Regions from separate parts of the Oryctolagus cuniculus genome. Here region 1 is linked to region 2. Evidence: chromatin contacts called from public Micro-C data. All regions are on one chromosome and are shown on one strand. The core of a region is the stretch at or near the end of the contact, and the rest is flanking DNA. Distances in the headings are between cores, read along the strand shown. Region 1 overlaps LOC103347831 (translation initiation factor IF-2). Region 2 holds the start of NCOA1 (nuclear receptor coactivator 1).

What was found. A called contact is a pair of places that touch in the nucleus more often than the background predicts.
Region 1: a contact with region 2 is called in a Micro-C map of ear pinna, with 2.4 times the contacts expected there. The contact joins the enhancer-like site here to the promoter of NCOA1 in region 2. A contact is called at or near these places in 4 of 6 Hi-C or Micro-C datasets (ear pinna, liver, psoas muscle and 1 more).

Annotation. Positions count from the first base shown.
Region 1 is chr2:178,178,823-178,181,808 of mOryCun1.1, forward strand. The region is part of intron 4 of LOC103347831 (translation initiation factor IF-2); the gene reads right to left. Among named protein-coding and RNA genes, the nearest start is that of ITSN2, 54 kb to the right of the region's middle. Within about 2 kb of position 1,634, at least 3 of the 8 cell types and tissues checked have an H3K27ac peak or open chromatin away from gene starts, as enhancers often do. A contact at or near this core is called in ear pinna, where this site is marked.
Region 2 is chr2:178,078,491-178,081,299 of mOryCun1.1, forward strand. NCOA1 (nuclear receptor coactivator 1) reads right to left here and starts at 1,362. Exons shown (of 23, transcript XM_051843198.2): 1 at 956-1,362.

The DNA of each region.
Region 1 (2,986 bases), core at 384-2,883, 100 kb after region 2:
GTCTCTGTCTCTGTCTCTCCCTCTTTCTCTGTAATTCTGCCTTTCAAATAAATTCTAAGAAAAGAAACATTCCCAGAGCACACTGCCATTATAATAATTAGTGTATTAGGTATGTAACCAAGAATGCTGATTTAAACTAAATCTTTTATGTTGTATTATATGACAAGTCTATAATATTATTTGAAGAGAGGGCAGTAAAAACATTGGACATAATTAGTTATAAGTGCACTTATTCCCTAAGTATTTACCACATTAACTTTTCTGATTCATTTAGTATCTGAGAATTTTCTCGGCCATAAAAGATTCTAAACTCTGTATCATAAGTTAGTACTCTTTTGGTGTCAAGCAAGAGAGAATCTGACTTAAACAAAATTGGGAACTCAGTTACATAACTGAAAAGTCCAGGAATAGAGTTTATGCTATCTTAGCATGAAGGCGAAAATGCATCACCAGTGTGTGAGTGTGTGAGTGTGTGTGTGAGTGCATGTGTATGTGAGTGTGTGTGAGTGTGTGTGTATGTGTGTCTATGTGTGATTACATGTGTGTGTGTGTCCTGCTTCCATCCTCAAACTGGTTCCAGCTCAAGATGTCAAAAGGTTGCAACAACTCAGCTTCACATCCCTTCAGGTAAGAATCCAGCAGGACAGAGAGAGACTCTCTCTTCCAGATGTCTCAGCAAAAGTGTCCTTACTTCTCATGGGCTCTGAAGGAGCCTTCTCAGTCAATTTGGCCTCGGGAATGCAATATTCGGATTGATTTGGTTCACAGGCCCTGTGCCTAAGCCCGGGGTGAGGCCCGGGCAACAGCAGCCACACTGGAGAGGCAGGGATTGCCCCAGGAGAGTGGCTTCATGGTGGGCAGTGAAGGAAACAGCTGCTGGTGAAAGTGTAGCCGGAGATAATTGGTGTGCAATGAAAATTCAACAGGAACCAGGGGCTGCCAAGGACAACAGCATCACATTGAAAGAAAAGAGGGTATAATATGGGAAATGTGCATATCCATCACTTGAAGTTAAAATTTTAAATTACAGAAGTCAATGTTTCTGAGTCTGATATGTAATTTCAAAAAGAAAGAATAATTAATGTTTCTGGATTTGACATGCAATTTCAAAAAGAAAGAATAATTGCTTTATTCTTTAAAACTAAAAAGAAAAAAAAAAGAACTTCATGAAATTAACTTTGAGAAGACAATTTTATCCTGAGAATTACTGCAAATATGATTACCCTCATCTAAAAGCATGTCAGAAATAAAAGACAGTACTGGGAATCAGCCACCGCCAGTTCTAGACGGAACGCCTGATCTGAAAGTGATTTATTCTTTCCCATGTAAGGCTCTTCTAGAATATGTAAATTGGAGGTGATTCGTACAGCTCAGACAGTGGGAAACTAGGAGCTGGAGTAAGAAGTTTGGGGGAGAAGTAGAGCCACTTTTAAACAAAGTTTTGCTGTCAGTTTCTGCACGCTTCAAGCCTTTCATGGCAAGAAACTTAGTCCAAGAATCTTCCTAAGTCACCGCAGAGAATTAGTAATTATCAAAGGAAGAAGCCAGTTTCCGAAGAGGCCCTGTCCTCTGCCCCTGGGATTCAGCGCGCATGATTCCTCCTGAGCAGCTCTGGCAGCTCTACGGGCAGCCTGCTGCAGCCTACTTCCTACTTCTTTCGTGCTTGAACAGATTAAACCGTGAATAAAATAAAAGTCCTATTTTGATCTGACAGTGATGTGCCCAGCTCCGGGGTCTTGGTAAACCGTGGCACTTTCATTCCTCTTCTGTTCGTCTAACGATGGGCATTTGGTCACGTTCGGGCCCAAGAAGTCTGCTGGAAGCCTCTTTTTTCTTTCTGCTTAGGGAGACTGTACTAGAAGAGAAAGAGAAAGCCCTTGTGTCTTCCTTCCTGCCCAGGCCCTCTGAGGCTGTTAGAGCAGCTGCGCCATCTTGTGGCCAGAAAGGGAAGGCCGGGGGAACGGGGAATTGCAGACCAGATATCAGCGGCCACATCACACGCGTGGTTCCGGACATCGCGCTAAGCGGCTTATGGGTCACGTGGGGGAGCGGTGTTTAGGAAATTCTGTTGCTCTCAACAAAGTCACTCCTAAATGATGTAGCTCCTCCTCGAGTGTCTGATGTGTGGCGGCCATGCTAAATACCGCAGAGCTAAACCGCAAACAAAGGACTTTGAAAAATCAATTTTTTCAGGAGCAGTGTTCCTGAAACTGTCCTCTTCATTTGAACTTTTATCTCTGAGGTTAAAAGGAATCCAGGCAGACTCTTCTCATCATTTCCTCTGGGATGTCATTAAATGAGTGCATTAACAAGGTAACATCCTGGGGCCGGCATCCCATATGGAGTCCTGGCCGCTATGCTTCTAGTCCAATTCCCTGGGGAAGCAGTGGAAGCTGGTCCAAGGACTTGGGTCGCTGCCACCCATGTGGGAGACCTGGATGGACTTCCTGGCTTTGGCTTGGCCCAGCCTTGGCTGTTGTGGGCTTTGGGGGAATGAACCAGCAGATGGATGATCTCTCTCTCTCTCTCTCTCTCTCTCTCGGAATGAACCAGCAGATGGACGATCTCCCTCTCTCCCTCTCTCCCCCCACCCCCGCCTCTGCTTTTCAAATAAATAAATCAATCTTCACAAAGAGAAAGGACAGCATAGTCTCACAGCTGACACCTGCTTCCCCCGTGACCAGCAGTGAGCTCTGAGGAGGGAAGTCCCAGCCCCAGGAGGCAGAGGGACTTTCACTCCCAGCCATGGAAGGGCCCCCTGGGCTGCCCCTTTTTTCCATTCTGTTTGAAAAGCAGGCACAGAGACAGATGGAGAGAGATCTTCCAGTTGCTGGTTTACTCCCCCAAATACCCACAATAGCCAGGACTGAGCCAGGCCAAAGCCAGGAGCCTAGGACTCAATCCAGGCTTCCAAACGTGGCTGGCAGGGACGCAAGTGAAGGAGCCCTCATCTGTTACTTCCCAGGGTGCATCTCAGCACGAAGCT
Region 2 (2,809 bases), core at 112-2,611:
TTTCCTCCCCGCCAAACTCTGCGGCCACGGCAGCGCGCGGCCTGTCCTTGTCACACACACACACACACACAGGCCGGACTGTCACCCCCCACCCCCAACACCGTCACGCCAGGCTGCGTCGAGCCCACGGCCGGGGTCGCAAACGGCCACCGCAGCAGGGTGGGAAAGGACCCGGGACCCCGCTGTCGGACCTCTCCCTCCGGCAGCCCCGGGAGCGGCTCGCGGGACACAGCGACCCCCCGCCCACCCGTCCGGCCAGCCCGGCTGGTCCTCACCGCAGGACCCTTCGAAGGGACCGGACGCCGGGCGCCACGGGAAAGTCGCCCTTACCCCCATCCCACTTCCACCTCCGCAGCCCCTCTCCGGGCCAGGGGGGCGAGCCGCGGCGCCGGGGTCACACCGCCGCGCCGTCGAGGGCGGCGCTGACCGAGGGGCACGCCGCGGGCAGCCCCATCGCGCCGTCCCGGCACGCGGGCGTCGCGGAGGGTGGCGGGCCGGCCAAGGTCACGGCGCTCGTCGGGGCCGGGGGCGCCCGCGCCGACTTCCGGCTCCCCCTCTCGGCGGCGGCGGCGGCGGCGGCTCGGGCGCCCGCTCCCCACGCCGGCCGGCGGGCCGCGCAGCCTCGCGCACCCTCCGCGGATGCTCGCCTCTCGGCGCTAACTAGGGCAACTGGAAACGAGGCGGAGGGAAGGCGCCGCCGCCGCCGCAGCGAGCTCCCTCGGCGGGGAGCAGCCCCCAGCTGGTGCCCGTGACAGCTGCGACCTACGCCCCCTCCAGCCGCGCCAGGCCAAGAGGGGAACTCGGCAAAGTGCAAGGGGGCGATGGAACAGAGAGAAAGGAGGGCGGGGGGCGGAGGGGCGCCAGCTGCTCCCCGCCCCCTAGGGCCTCGGCGGCCGCGCCGCTCGTGACAGCTGCACCCACCGCGAGGGCTCCGCGACCGCCGCCCGCCACTCACCTGCCGCCGCCGCCTCTGGGCCGCGCTCGCGGGCGCCGCGCTCCACTGCGACCGTGGCGGCGCCGCCGCGGCCTCCGCCACTCCTCGGGCCCGGAGCCCGGCCCCCGGGGCCCAGGCGGCCGCTGCCGCCGCCGCCGCCGCCGCGGCTCTCCGGGCCCCTCCTCCGGAGCAGGCAGGGGTCCCCCCGCAGGGGGATGCAGAAGGAACCCCGCGCGGGCTCTGCTCAAGGGAGCAGCAGCGAACAGGCGGCCGAGGCGCTCGAGGCCGCGGTCCAGCCGTCGGAGGACAGGGCTCGGCGAATCGCGTCAGCCTCCCGCTCGCCTGGCCTGAAGAACAGGCATTTCAGCCGCTCTCCGCGGCCGCCATGTTCTCCTCCTCCTCGGCCGCCGCCGCCGCCGCCGCCGCCGCCCCCCGCTCGCGGCCCCGCCCCCTCCGCGCCCCGCCCCGCCCCGCCCGCGCCCGCCGCCCCGCCCCCGCCGCTCGCCGCCCGCGTTTCCCCTGCCGGCTCGGGCCAGTGGGGCAGCGGCGACCTGGTGCCCGGGGTCCGACGGCGCGCACCGGGCAGCGCGCCTCGGTCAGCCAGGGCCGCGGAGCGAGCCGCCGCCCCGCGCCCTCTGCCGGCCGCAGGCCCGCCCCGGCCCGCTTCGTAACGAAGTGTGGGAAACGAGGCCCGAACTCGGCCCTCCCCTCGGGGCGTTCCTCGGACTGCTGCCGGGAAGCGGCCTCGAACCCGGCGCGCTCGCAGCTGGGCCGCCAGCCCGCAGCCTCCCGCGGAGCGCGCTCCCTCGGGGAAGGCCGTGGCGCGTCCGGAGGCGGGGGAGGAACCGGCGCTGGGCCTGCTCCCGCGTTAACGAGCGGTGTGACTTCCAGAGAGAGCCACGTCCCGCGGACCTCGTTCTTTATTTTGCTGGAATGGAGGGGGCGGGGGTGGCTGCCCAGGTGACTTCACGGGCTAGTAGACGAGGGCAACGAAAGCTGCCCCCTCCGTTTTACAGGTGAAAAGACCTAATCGTCTAGCAATGCACTTACCTAAAATGTCTGCCATCGGAGACCCTTCCCCTCCAGGGGGCCCGCACCTGTGTTCTTTTCTGCCTCCTTTTCTTATTCGGTAGCAGAAGTGCTACTTCCCAGAGCAGGGCGTTCCTTGTCGCTGGAGAAGCTGAGCAGCAGCCCAGCGGCCACTCCGGAAAGCACCCCTCGTTCCACGGGCTGCCCGGGTGACACCTGCCTCCCTGCGAAGCGCTCAGCTATCCTGTCTCTTAGGGTGCTCACCTTGCTCCATCCCGCCCTGCCGTGCCTTCCCTTCCTCCGAAACTCCTGGAGCTCTTCACACCCTTCCGGCCGGAATCTGACTGCCCCGGAAGGACCAGGCTCCCTGCACCTGTCTGAGACAGGGGCGGCAGGTCCCCCTCCATCGTGCCGCCGGTCACTGCCAGATGCTCCCTCCTCACCCTCTTCCTGTCCTGATCTGCTCATAAGACAGCCTGTAGCCCCCACCCCCGCATTCATCCATGCATGCATTCACTTATACATTCATTCAATTGATCCTTGTCAGAGACCTAGTCCGGAGCCCTGGGTGCAGCTCATAGCTCGTGTCCTCGCTTGCTTTAACTTCACCTCCAGCCACCCCCAGGGTCCCCATTTCCAGTAATAGCTGGAAATACCCAAGGGTACCTACTCCTGCATTCGCCAATTTAGTCTCCTCTCAGGGCTACTTCCTGGTCTAGTCCAATCCAGACTGTGAAAGTGCCTTGTGCTCACGTCTGCTGCCTATAAATGAGCCACTTGTACGGACACTCTTGTCTCCACTGGACTCCAGTAATTGCTAGCTGACAAAACCAGTGGACAAGTCAA